Regions from separate parts of the Mus musculus genome. Here all the other regions are linked to region 2. The links are chromatin contacts, called in public HiChIP or PLAC-seq and promoter capture Hi-C maps. All regions are on one chromosome and are shown on one strand. Each heading gives the region's core, a stretch centred on a gene start, on an enhancer-like site or on the middle of the called end of the contact. The rest is flanking DNA. Distances are from core to core; before and after follow the strand shown.

The links. Promoter capture Hi-C pulls out the DNA fragments that hold promoters and counts their contacts. HiChIP or PLAC-seq counts read pairs in DNA pulled down with a chosen protein or histone mark.
Region 1: a promoter capture Hi-C map of pre-B cells shows a contact between it and region 2. The contact joins the enhancer-like site here to the promoter of Nek1 in region 2. A contact is called at or near these places in 5 of 39 promoter capture datasets (the 3T3-L1 cell line, cranial neural crest, frontonasal cranial neural crest and 2 more), 2 of 484 Hi-C or Micro-C datasets (CD4 T cells and natural killer cells), 10 of 115 datasets of contacts at active chromatin or transcription factors (the 230-238 cell line, effector CD8 T cells, embryonic forebrain and 6 more) and 1 of 9 other capture datasets (liver).
Region 3: a contact with region 2 is called in an H3K4me3 HiChIP or PLAC-seq map of the SCID.adh cell line, with 11 read pairs. The contact joins the enhancer-like site here to the promoter of Nek1 in region 2. A contact is called at or near these places in 6 of 39 promoter capture datasets (the 3T3-L1 cell line, the C10 cell line, cranial neural crest and 3 more), 2 of 484 Hi-C or Micro-C datasets (the G1E-ER4 cell line and embryonic stem cells), 8 of 115 datasets of contacts at active chromatin or transcription factors (the SCID.adh cell line, astrocytes, craniofacial prominence and 4 more) and 1 of 9 other capture datasets (embryonic stem cells).
Region 4: a contact with region 2 is called in a promoter capture Hi-C map of cranial neural crest. The contact joins the enhancer-like site here to the promoter of Nek1 in region 2. A contact is called at or near these places in 2 of 39 promoter capture datasets (cranial neural crest and pre-B cells), 1 of 15 datasets of contacts at CTCF or cohesin (the NIH/3T3 cell line), 5 of 115 datasets of contacts at active chromatin or transcription factors (embryonic forebrain, embryonic stem cells, pancreatic cancer cells and 1 more) and 1 of 9 other capture datasets (liver).

Annotation. Positions count from the first base shown.
Region 1 is chr8:61,449,618-61,452,356 of GRCm38.p6, forward strand. It overlaps a transcript of Sh3rf1 not described here. Among named protein-coding and RNA genes, the nearest start is that of 5730405A17Rik, 23 kb to the left of the region's middle. Within about 2 kb of position 1,479, at least 109 of the 459 cell types and tissues checked have an H3K27ac peak or open chromatin away from gene starts, as enhancers often do. A contact at or near this core is called in the 230-238 cell line, effector CD8 T cells, memory CD8 T cells and 3 more, where this site is marked.
Region 2 is chr8:60,991,786-60,994,802 of GRCm38.p6, forward strand. Nek1 (NIMA (never in mitosis gene a)-related expressed kinase 1) reads left to right here and starts at 1,408. Exons shown (of 33, transcript NM_175089.4): 1 at 1,408-1,978.
Region 3 is chr8:61,373,279-61,376,029 of GRCm38.p6, forward strand. It overlaps Sh3rf1 (SH3 domain containing ring finger 1), which reads left to right. Exons shown (of 12, transcript NM_021506.2): 10 at 731-1,089. Among named protein-coding and RNA genes, the nearest start is that of 5730405A17Rik, 53 kb to the right of the region's middle. Within about 2 kb of position 1,288, at least 14 of the 459 cell types and tissues checked have an H3K27ac peak or open chromatin away from gene starts, as enhancers often do. A contact at or near this core is called in the SCID.adh cell line and neural stem cells, where this site is marked.
Region 4 is chr8:61,402,846-61,405,931 of GRCm38.p6, forward strand. All of the region lies in intron 3 of 5730405A17Rik (a long non-coding RNA gene), which reads right to left. It also overlaps a transcript of Sh3rf1 not described here. Among named protein-coding and RNA genes, the nearest start is that of 5730405A17Rik, 24 kb to the right of the region's middle. Within about 2 kb of position 1,621, at least 51 of the 459 cell types and tissues checked have an H3K27ac peak or open chromatin away from gene starts, as enhancers often do. A contact at or near this core is called in embryonic forebrain and liver, where this site is marked.

The DNA.
Region 1 (2,739 bases), core at 229-2,728, 460 kb after region 2:
GAATTTCCTTGTGAGAGGGTGAGTCGTTTTTCCCACAAGGAGTCAGCAGCTCATTCTTTCTCTGAGGTAAAAGATTTTTAGTAACAGTTTGGAATGAAGTTTGTGGTACTGTGTAATTTTTTTTTCAGCCATTGTGAAAATTCTTCTAGAAGAGAGAACCACTTTGGAGGAAGTGGTTCCTCCTTTCCTAGCCCTGAGGAGGAGCTGAGATTCCCATGTTGGCTAGACGAAGGTCTTCTGAGGCCAAAGTGGGGACTGCCTCATATAGGATACAAGATGAATGAAGCAGTAAAGGTTACCCACTCACCACTACCACCACCACCACCACCACCACCACCAAAGAAGCAGTAGAGGCTACCCCTTCACCACCACCACCACCAATGAAGCAGTAGAGGCTACCCCTTCCCCACCACCACCACTGGCTGGTTTACAACCACATGCTTCTAAATACAAACTCTTTTTAAAAAGAGAAAAGAAACCGACGTTTCAGGGAGCACGTTTATTTATAGTGCAATCAGCAGATCCCCTGGTCCTTCATATACTTATTTTTGTAGAGCTGGGGGCGGAACCCAGGTCCTTTCATGTGTCATGCAGGCATTTGAGCAGTAAACTATAGCCCCAGTCTGAGCAATTAATCCTTGTGAACCTTTTCGAACGCTGAGCAGAACTTCTGGCTTTAGCTACAAAATTCTGATTCAAAAGATACATGTGAAGTACCGGTTTTAGGGTTCTGTTTAAATCGAGAGTGGTTTAAAGATCTGTGAAGCTGGAACACACAGAGGCATAGTGGGTATGTGGAGAATGAAGGGTCAGCAGGAATTGCTAAGCTAAGCAGGACACGGTAGTGCAACATCTGCAATTGCTGGACTCCAGGAACAGAGGCCGAAGGATCGTGAGCTGAGACCAGCCTGAGTTACAAAGTGTGATGGTTTATATATGCTCGGCCCAGGGAGTGGCACTAGAAGGAGTGGCTCTGTTGGAGTAGGTGTGTCACTGTGGGCATGGGCTTTGAAACCCTTATCCTAGCTGCCTGGAAGCCAGTATTCTGCTAGCAGCCTTCAGATGAAGATGTAGAACCCTTAAGTCCTCCTGCATCACGCCTGCCTGGATGCGGCCATGTTCCTGCCTTGATGATATTGGACTGAACCTGTAAGCTAGCCCCAATCAAATGTTGTCCTTATAAGAGTTGCCTTGGTCATGGTGTCTGTTCACAGCAGCAAAACCCTAAGACACACAACAAACTGCTTTTTCAAAATAGCCAAGCACTGGGGATGTAGCTCTGTGGTATAGCACTAGTTAAACACGAACAAGGTTTGATCTCCAGCGGCACACGAGTAAGCTAGGATGAAGGAAGAGAAAGTGAGGAAATACCAAAAATCCCTCAGCATAAGAGAGACTCAACATCTCTGTGACAGAGGGTTTAGGTTGTGCATAGTTCAAATCGAAAGAGAGCTTGCTAAAGGCAGTGCAGTTTCATTTAAGAACTAAGAGATACGTCTGTGGTTTCGGTTTTGTTTTCTGTTCAGTTATGATCTATAGTCAGCTCCTACAGAGCTCCTACAAACCAAGGATTAGACCTGGGTGCTGTGAACCTGGCTTGCAGCGTCCCTTGTGTCCTTTTATAGGGGAAAATACCCCTTCCGGGTCCCCAGAGATATCTGCAGGAACCACTTACAGAAACCACAGTAGGGACAAGCCCCTGGGAAGCTTTCACCTTGGTAGCTGAACGTAAATGCAGTCCCAAGCAGAGTTGGGGATGCTCAGATGCCATGCATTTGAGAGGACTGAGTGAGACCTGGAGGTAGGTAGAGTCATGTCCTTTCAGCTCCTTATCAGAGGGAGAGGGGGGAGTAGGTCCCAGACTTGAGTCAGGCAGGAAGCAGTATTTTGGAACTTCTGTCATTTCCAAGAAAATGTGTCAACCTGCCCCCCCCCCCCCCAACTACCAAAACCACCACCAAGGCGGTTGATGACAGCTAATATTCTGAAGATTACTTTAGGAATGTACCTGTGTGCTTCACTCGAGCTGGTGAAGTGACTCAGAAAGCACAAGCGGTGCCAAGCAGCTTCCGAATGACACTTTTGCTTCTGATAACTTTCTAGAAAAATTAAATGTTCTGTGAAGGATAAATTGCTGTTTGATGCGAATTGTCTTGTTAAAAAGCCATTTCTCCTCCCCAGCAACCTACTTCCTATGTCATTAAGCCAGCTGATTGGCTATGTCTAGACAATCATGATGGTGATTTACTACCTTTATGTGTGGTCGATGCTGGGGGGAGGGGGTCCAGGGTGGGGGAAGGGCAGGCGCATTCCCCATCTCTGGTGTCTCTTGGAGAGTTGATGATCAAGTCCCCAGCCGTGGCATTAAACACAGCAATAGAACACGGAGGCACAGTGAAGCATTTCCACCGCAGGTTATGAGCTGAGATATAAAATAAGATTTATTTGCAACAATCTGATAGAGAAAATTGAGTCCTGGGAATTGATGTCCTACAAAGGCTTTCTCATCACCCAGGGAGTGACTATGGATGTGAGTCACACTGTGAGAGGAAAGAGCTGGTGGTGGCAAAGACATAAAACTGGAGCGTTGACATTTGCTGCAGCCACTCTTAAAGATAAAGGAATTGACCAGTTTGTGCAATGTGAAATATGCTCACAATTACAGCCTTTTCTGATCCAGGCTCTGCTCGCAGCTGGATACCTTGGGCTTTTAAATTGATGCTATCATTCAACCTTTCT
Region 2 (3,017 bases), core at 158-2,657:
AGCCCTTAATCTGTCCATTTCCAAGCTGGAAAGAATTATAAGCTCCTGAACCTAGAAAAGTCGATTTGGGTGTGTGGGATGGGGAAAGGATGGAAAAGAGAAATCAACTGTCTACAGATCTTAGGCAAGGTCTATGCAGCCTCGGTAGTGTTCCATTCACACGAATGGAACAATGTGGACAGCAACTATGGCTGTATACAAAGACACTATCCTCTTCCTGCCTCAAGTATGGACTTCTAGAGTGCCATCCTCTAGCTCACTGAGTAGAGCTACTCGGGATGACACCAGGCTTGTTCTCAACTGTTTCAATTCCTGCATCGAATGATTTTTAGTCTACTGTACATCGTCAGTCCCTTCAGTATAAAGTGTATATACAGTAAACATAAAGGTGTAGGACACTGTAATGTAACTTTGTATTCTAAAAATTAAAGATAAAACTGCTTCGTTTAAGTTCACGAAGTAACTGTGGATATGTGCATAAGTTCAGGTCCCGGTGCTTGCAGAAGATGCTCCTGAAGTTGTTACAGGTGAGTTAACCAGACCAAGGTTTGCGTCCCAGAACCCTGGTCTTCTGTCTTCAGAGATGAGCTGTTTGAGCCATCCCTTAAAATAACTTTTTAAAGGGCATTGTACTTAAAGAAAAATTACTTGTAAATATTTGGCATCCTCAGTTAAGTAATGAGCGCTCAAATTAAAAGTACCTTATCTGTGTACCGTGTGGGAAAAAGTTGTTAATATGCTCTCTTCAGTCTGAGTCAGATTCCTGAGCGAAATTCCCGCCTTCACTCAGCCTAATTCTTTCCGGTTTTACTTTATTCTACCGACACCCGTCTTTCACATGCTCCTTTGAGCTTGGAGTACCTCACGCTCTCCCTTTGGTGCTTGGAGTTTTTAACTCTTGAAGTTGCTCCAGTCTCCACCTCCCCGCCCCCAGTCCCCGGTGCTTGCACCAATGCACTTGCCCAGTCCTTTCTCTAGTCCCAGTACTTCCTAGCTCTTTTGGCCCAAACATATTCCAATGGCCCCGCCCCTTGACGATGCCCCGCCCCATTCCCCCGTCCCCGATTCTGCCCTACCCATCCCCGGCTTGCTACGCTCCGCTCCCAAACCGCCCTTTTTAGCTTTTACCTACCACAGGCCCCCCACTCACTGCACCCTCTCCCTAGCCTCTCTCTCCTCTAGGCCGGCCTCTGGTCCTTCACGCTCCCCGCTAGCTCAGCTGCTGGCTGAGAGCCGGGTCCCACTAGCTTTCCTATTCCGTAACCCCGCCCTTCCCCGGAGCCCCGCCCCATCACTCTTAGTCCAGCCCCGCCCCGCACGTACAGTCCGTTCGCTTCGCCTGGCCCCGCCCCCCGCAGATCCCGGCTCCTCCCCTGCAGCGCCACAAGTCGGCTCCTGCGCGCTGACGTCACACGCCAGCGACAGTGACGCGAGGGCCGTTCCCCTCTCCTCAGCAGTAGCTCTATGGTTTCAGGGCGGCAACGTGCAGCGTCCTTACCTTGAGCCTGTGCAGTTGCCCTCACCCCGGAATCCATAGTCACTGTGACGAGGCGGGAGGACTTGGGCGACAGGTAGCCTCCCAGTCCCACACGCTGCGGGTCCGCGCCTGGCCAAGCCACCTCGACCTGTGAAGTTGGGGGCGGTACCCAGCAACTCCCCCTGTGCAGCCGCCGTTTCCAAGGGGTCAGGAACCGCTGTGTTTGTTTCGTCCGCGTAGCCAGGGCGGGTCGCGGAGTACTGTGCCTGACCCGACGGTGGCAAGTCTGACGCGTCAGCCAGAGACCGGTGCCCGGTGTAGGAGTCGCAGCCTGGGCTGTGAGCGGCTGCTGGGTAGACAGACTTGCTTTCTCTTACAGCATGTCATTTCCAAAATGCATCGTGGTGCTTCTGCCTTAAGTCCTATAGGAAGACACTGCCGCCACTAGACCGGTGCTTATGGTCGCCACTGTTATTCTGACTCAGGTCCCGTGTCATTGAGGTGAGTTGCGCGTGGGAAAGCAGTGACAGGCAGACAAGCAGAATGGTGAACTCACCGGGAGTGAGGAGACCTGTATAGATCTGTGGAGTGCATGGATACTCGCCTTAAGTGTTTGCGCCTAAAGCACCTTCTCCTTAAGTTGTTAATGGGGAGGACTTGTGTATGGCTCAAGGCAATTCTTTGGTATTCTAAAAAGATAACGCTCTCTTAAGAGACGATAAACTAATCTAAGTAGATGATAAGTCACTTAAATAGATTAGATTAGATGCCTGTATATTTTAATGAGAAAAATAGCAGTTAACTGGTTACCCTAAAGCTTTCCATGGTTTGACACAATTTCCACGTGTAAAGTATTAAAAGTTTTGCCACTTTAATAATTCAGTGTAACTTTGGGAAGGGGTCTTGGGGATTGGATGACAGGAACTCATTTTTGCTAGGCAGGTGATCTGCCACTGAGTTATATACCCTGCCCAATGTTTTATTCTTCCCTGTAAGATCTCCCTAGAAGCAGAAATATTTTTACTGCCTACATAAATCACATCGGAAATGTTTGTGAAGGCTTAAAAGCCCTAGTCCATCTGAGCTTTCACGGTGATGGGCTTTGCTTATGCTGCAGTAAGTGGAGGTGATGGGCAGCAGCCAGATGGAAAAAGAAGCAGTTCTTTGTTTCTAGTTTCTAGGATCTAGAGGTCTACATTTAAAATGGCCTCTTGTTCTGGTGAAACCAGAGTAACAGATTTTGTGGGGAAACTGGTTTTTACACTGAAAAAGAAAGTCTGTCAGAAATCTGATGAAGGCTGTGGGACTTAACCACAGTTCTTTTGAGGTCGTGTTACTAATGCATTGGCACTGTATTCCAAGTAGGTTTTACCCTTCTAGAATCGTGGACATGATAGCTTTTCAACAGAGGAAGTTTCTTTTTGCTTGTTGATAGTTTCTACTATAAACTCCTTGGGTATTGTCTAAATATATTTACCAAGAAGAAAACACATACTTAAAAAATATTAGCAATTCTTTATTTTTTTTCTAGAGATTCCTC
Region 3 (2,751 bases), core at 38-2,537, 380 kb after region 2:
AAACCATAACGGGCATTCTATAACTCTCTTCTTGGGCTAAGTGCACCCTGCACATTCGTTCAAATCCAAGAGACCTGAGGTATCAGAAGAATGTGTTTGGGGACTTGAAACATGACTTCTGCAGTCAAGGTCCTGCCTCCGGTCTCACTTTTCCTAGCTGTGTGACTATTGCGTGATTCTCGGCTAAGCAGCATGCTGGTTATTTTTTGACGAATTTAGTCACAGGTCTATTTTAGACTCGATGGGAAGTCAAGTGCCTTTCTTAACTCTGCAGCAGCATTAGAAACCTACCAAGAGTCTTGGGTGACAACAGTGGAGTAAAATGAATGCAAGCGATTTCTATCTGAACGATTGTGAAGAAAAGTAGGTACTCAAAGAGAGAGGAGAGAGAAAAATGTATCATGGGTAAAGGACTTAAGACCGCCGTGGCTTGTTGCCATGGCGAGCCATCAGAAACTGGCCCTGTGTTTCTAATGCTGTGGGAAGTTATTATTCATAACCAAAAGGCTTTGGGGAATGATGACAGCATATCTTCCAAGTCTTCAGTAGCCTCAGCTGTAGCATCCAGAGATCCAGGGAGGAGTTAAGTGTGTTAAGCTATCCTACACCTGTTCTTTATTGCAATAAATGGCAGTAGCTGCCTCTCATTATGGTCTACCACGGTGAGATGGCTCACATTTTGGTAAGAGTGTTTACTAAGCCACTGAGTGTTCCCTCCTGTCACCCTCAGTTGCAGCACATAGCCAGGAACGCCCCACGGCAGCAGTGACTCCCATCCAGGTCCAGAATGCCGCCTGCCTCGGTCCTGCATCCGTGGGCCTGCCCCATCATTCTCTGGCCTCCCAACCTCTGCCTCCAATGGCGGGTCCTGCTGCCCACGGTGCTGCCGTCAGCATCAGTCGAACCAATGCCCCCATGGCCTGCGCTGCAGGGGCTTCTCTGGCCTCCCCAAATATGACCAGTGCCGTGTTGGAGACAGAGCCCAGTGGTCGCACAGTGACCATCCTCCCTGGACTCCCCACATCTCCAGAGAGTGCTGCATCAGCGTGTGGGAACAGTTCAGCTGGGAAACCAGACAAGGACAGTAAGGTGAGAGCCCCTCCTTCTCCTCTCTGTTACTCCCTGACTTTTTTTTTTTTGCCAGTGAAAGGACTCATTGTTCCACGGGCCCTTCGGGTTCTTACCATGGGTAAGTTCGTGTGCCACATGCCAGGAATATGGTGGTGCAGAAACCTGGGCACTGCCCCAGTCTGATGTCTCAGTCTTATGCTTTTCTTCATTTTTGAATACCCTTGGATTATCAGGCCCCCTACTGGGTAATAAGGAGACCACAGTGAGTAGGACTCAATCGACCTCAGCTCGCAGCCTTCCAAACCTAAAGGAGGAATTTTGTCCCTTCAAGTAACTTACTCTTTTATTATTTTGCTGTCCTCAAATTTTCATGTCCAGTGTTCTTGCTATTTGACAATTCCTCTTTTAAATGTTTTTTGACGGGTGAGAGGTTGGAAACTGTCCATCAAAAATGCTATTCTCAGGGTTAGAGAAGTGGCTCAGAAGTTAACAGTATAGAGCCTTACTGCACTCATACGGGACCCAAGATCACACCCAGTGCTCACAACTGCTTGTAATGCCAGTTCCAGGGTATCTCATACACACACACACACACACACACACACACCTAGAAGATAAAAAAAACAAATTTTTAAAAAGTTACTTGTATAGCACTTTCAACCACAGATCAGCAGGGTCCCTTGAGAGAGAGCGCCTGAAATATAGGGGAGGCCTCATCTTTCCTTTGGGACTTGACTTTAAATATATAGAGTAGGAAGCCATTTTGAAAGATGTCGATGTGCCTAGGCTTGGCGACAGGTGGTTGATGCCGAGAATACAGTTGATAGAGATTAAGCGTGGATAAAGTCTGGATGGTTGTACCTCAGCTTTGACAGTTTGCTCAGTATCCCGTGTGTTTCCCATAAAGCTGTGGCCCAGGGCTCTAAGCCACCTGGCTTCGGTGGTAATGTATGTCGCTCTACTTAAATGGCTGGAGAAGCCTGTAAATACAACTTTATAAGGAAATAAACTTCAGAGCCTGCTGACAAGTTAGTATTTGATTAACTATTAACATTAACTTTAAAAACGAATGGTATCTGCTTCAGTGTTTATCATTAACTATGTTAAACTTGTACTCAGATGGACAAGTGTGACTTTGTGTTTTCAAAGAATAATCTTAATAGTTTGAAATGTTCGGGCTTGGGCAGTGTCCTCGGTCACTTAGAACAGTGCTCTTCAGTTCGCTAAGGGGATGCACTGACAGGTACTGGTGGTGAGCTGAATAAGGGCCCTTAAAGATGTCCTCCTCCTGACCCCAGCCCCACACTTCCTGCTTCCTTGCTAGCATCAAGGACTGTGAAGATGAGGACTTACCCTTTTGGGTGGACCCAGTGTTGAATCTGGGAATCTTCCTGAAAGGGGACAAGATGGAGATCGGTAGCTCACAGGTGGAATCACAGCCATGGGACGCAGAAGGCCAAGAAAGAGAGGCCAGAGGCAGGCTCTCCCCTCTCCACGTTCACATGGAAGGTCTCCCTACAACACTTTGATTTTAGGATCTGGGTTCTTCTTCTCACAAAGTTTGAGGTAACTTCTTTTGGTGGCCACTTGTATATGACATTGTCATCCCCTTGACTGTCCATTGGTGAAAAAGGGCCTCTGTCTGCTTTTAGGACATGGCAGTGATTCCAAGTGCCATAT
Region 4 (3,086 bases), core at 371-2,870, 410 kb after region 2:
TAAGATACACACCACACCTCTCACATGTTAGAAACATGCCCCATGCCGAGCTGTCGATTCAGCCCAGAGATAATTTAATTTTGGAGATTTTCTTCCTCCTCGTGTGCTCTGCAAACAAACCTAGGAACCCTGTTTAGGAAGAGAACTGGGGAGGGCTGGCACGATAGCTCAGCCAGGTAGAGGCCCTGCCACCAAGCCTGGTGACCTGTGTCATCCAAGGCCCTGACAGTGGCAGAAGGAGAGAACAGACTCCTGTAATTGTCCTCTGACCTCCACGCATGTGCAATGGCACATTCCCTCACTTATACATTAATAAATAAGTTGTAATTTTAAAAACTTGGGGTGGGGGAAGAAATGGCGAGATCTAATCCTGAAGCCCTTCGCTCTGTCTAAATGGACTGTGGACATCCAAACAAAGACAGATGTACAGTTCTGCAAATGTCAGGTTGTCTCTCCTCTGGTATGTCCCGAGTTTCACATTCACTATGATCTTTGGTCCACTAGAGCCCCAGAATGAGAATGGGCCTCTCCAGGCTGCTGGGCTGATGATCACATGATCTGCCCACTGTGAACAGAACGGACACTTTCTCAGCAAATTGAGACGGGGCTTACAGAGGGGAACAATGGCACTTCAGCCCTCTAATTAAACACGGTGTGACATCTCTGGCACAAAGACTTGGATTCTTATTCCCAACCCCTGGAGCAAGGTCAGGGGAGTGAAGGCCAGCTGCCAGCACCTTATCTCCTGATCCTATCTAGTTCATTCCTTTTGCCAGCAGAAATTGAAAGCTTAATGGAATTACCTCTCTCTCTCTCTCTCTCTCTCTCTCTCTCTCTCTCTCTCTCTCTCTCCCTCTCCCCCTCCCCCTCCCCCCTTTTTCTCTCACTTGAGGGTGCTACAACACATAAAGCAAAAACGTCCTTTTGAGTAAAACCAATTTCCTTATAAATTATATCACAAATGCACATTCAACAAATTCCCCATGGCTGTAAAGGCTGATCTTGCCACTGGCTCACTCTTTAATACAAGCTAATTCAACCATCCCCCATGGTTTAATTTGTAATTCCTCTTTATTTTCCCTTCCTTACCAAGGTTTTATTTAGAAAAAAAAGTCTCCAGTTAAGGATTGACTCTGGCTCTCTCTAAGCTCTGTGGTACAGCACAGATTTAGCATGCACCAGGCCCTCCATTCAGTCCCCAGCACACACACACACACACACACACACACACACACTAAAGGGCAAATAAAATGACTCTAATTTCTCATTTGGAATTGGTACGGTGGCAGGGACTGTGAGTAAAAACCCCCCTTTATGGTTTAGATATGCAATAATAGTACCACCAAGGCTTGTGGGTCTTTTTATGCAAAAGCATACAGGCTTTGGAGGCTCTGTATCACAAAAGACCACCTCGGCTGTTGAAACCCTCTCTGTGCAGCAAAGAGAGATGGATAAAGAAAGGAATTTAGGAACCTAGTGCTTGAAAGTGCCTCATTTATTAAATTGGCCCCCAGGGTGTTCAAGCAGCCAAGCCCATGAAAAATAGCAACGTGCAAGGACACAAGCCTGAGAAAAGAAGGGCGGAGTCTTTCACTCCTTGCCTGCAGGGAGAGAGCTCTGCTGTGTCTACAGAGGTTTGTCCAGCTGGCTGCCTCCTCTTATCCTGCTCAGCCACCACAGCAAGAGGGCAGTCTCCATAGATAGCCATACCACTGGCTCACTCTACCCGGGTAGCAATTGTGGATTCCTGTGATGTGGTCATGGTTTACAGAAATCAAAGTCGGGATTGAGTTTCTACCCTTTAAGCCGAAATGATTCTTTCCTGTGATTTCCTTGCCCAAGACACATTGTGGGATTGGCATAGTATCATCCGGGCCCTCTAATAAAGCCTAAGTCAATGAAGCCTTGAGAATGGGGGGATCTTGGGAGGAGCGAGACTGTCGTGGTCTCTTCCTGCCAGCTGAGTGCACCCAGTGACTTAGAACTAAAGAGAGCAGATGTATAGCTTTAGAATCAGACCAGTAGCCTTTAGTTGTAACCTACCCCATTGTCTTAGGGTTTTCATGACCAAGGCAGCTCTTATACTAGGACAAAATTCAACTGGGGCTGGCTTACGGTGTCAGAGGTTCAGTCCATTATCATCAAAGCAGGAGGCATGGCAGCATCCAGGCAGACATGGTACTAGAGAAGGAGCTGAGAGTTCAGCATCATGTTCCAACCATACTCAGGAGAGAATTGGCTTCTAGGCATCTAGGAGAAGGGCCTCAAAGCCCACCCCCAAAGTGACACACTTCCTCCAACAAACCACACCTAGTCCAACAAGGGCACACTTCCTAATAGTGCCACTCCCTGGGTCAAGCATATTCAAACCACCACACCCATATTCCAGACAATGCAGTTTCTTTTCTTCTTAAAATATTTAGTATACATTACTTTCTCCATTTCTTCTTATGTCACCATCTCTGTCTGTCTTCCTAGCCTCATCCCACTCTGCAGGTGCTCCACACTCTCATTGGTAGCTTGATGTGCAGTGGACTCACCCATAAATGAATGTCCTTGTTTAGAAATGGGACACTCCAAGCTCTTCCCCTTAAGTTCCCTGCACAGAAGGAAGGTGGTGGTGGATGGTTTAATTTTTTTTTTTTTGAGACAATGTCTTACTGTGTGTTCCTGGCTTGCCTAGAACTCTCAGCTTCTTCCCACAATAAATACAGAGATCAGTTTGGGCCCAGTTCCAAGCCAGCCTCAAAGTCACAGAGCTCTGACTGTCTCTGCCTCCTGAGGGCTGAGATTAAAGGACTATGCCACCAAGCCCAGCTACATCCAGATTCTTAAGAACTTAAAGGGTTGGGTTTGTTTGTTTGTTTGTTTGTTTGTTTGTTTTTTGGATTTTTTGTTTTTGTTTTTGTTTCTGGTTTTTGTTTTTGTTTTTTTTAGTTTGCCTGAGATAAATTCACGTGTGTATTACTCTATTTCAAATATATTGACTAAGTTTTCTGGTGTCACTGTTTAGCTAACAAAGGTAAGGACTGCTGTGAAGACACAGGAGAAATGCTTGAAGTATTTTTGTGACATTTATTTATAGT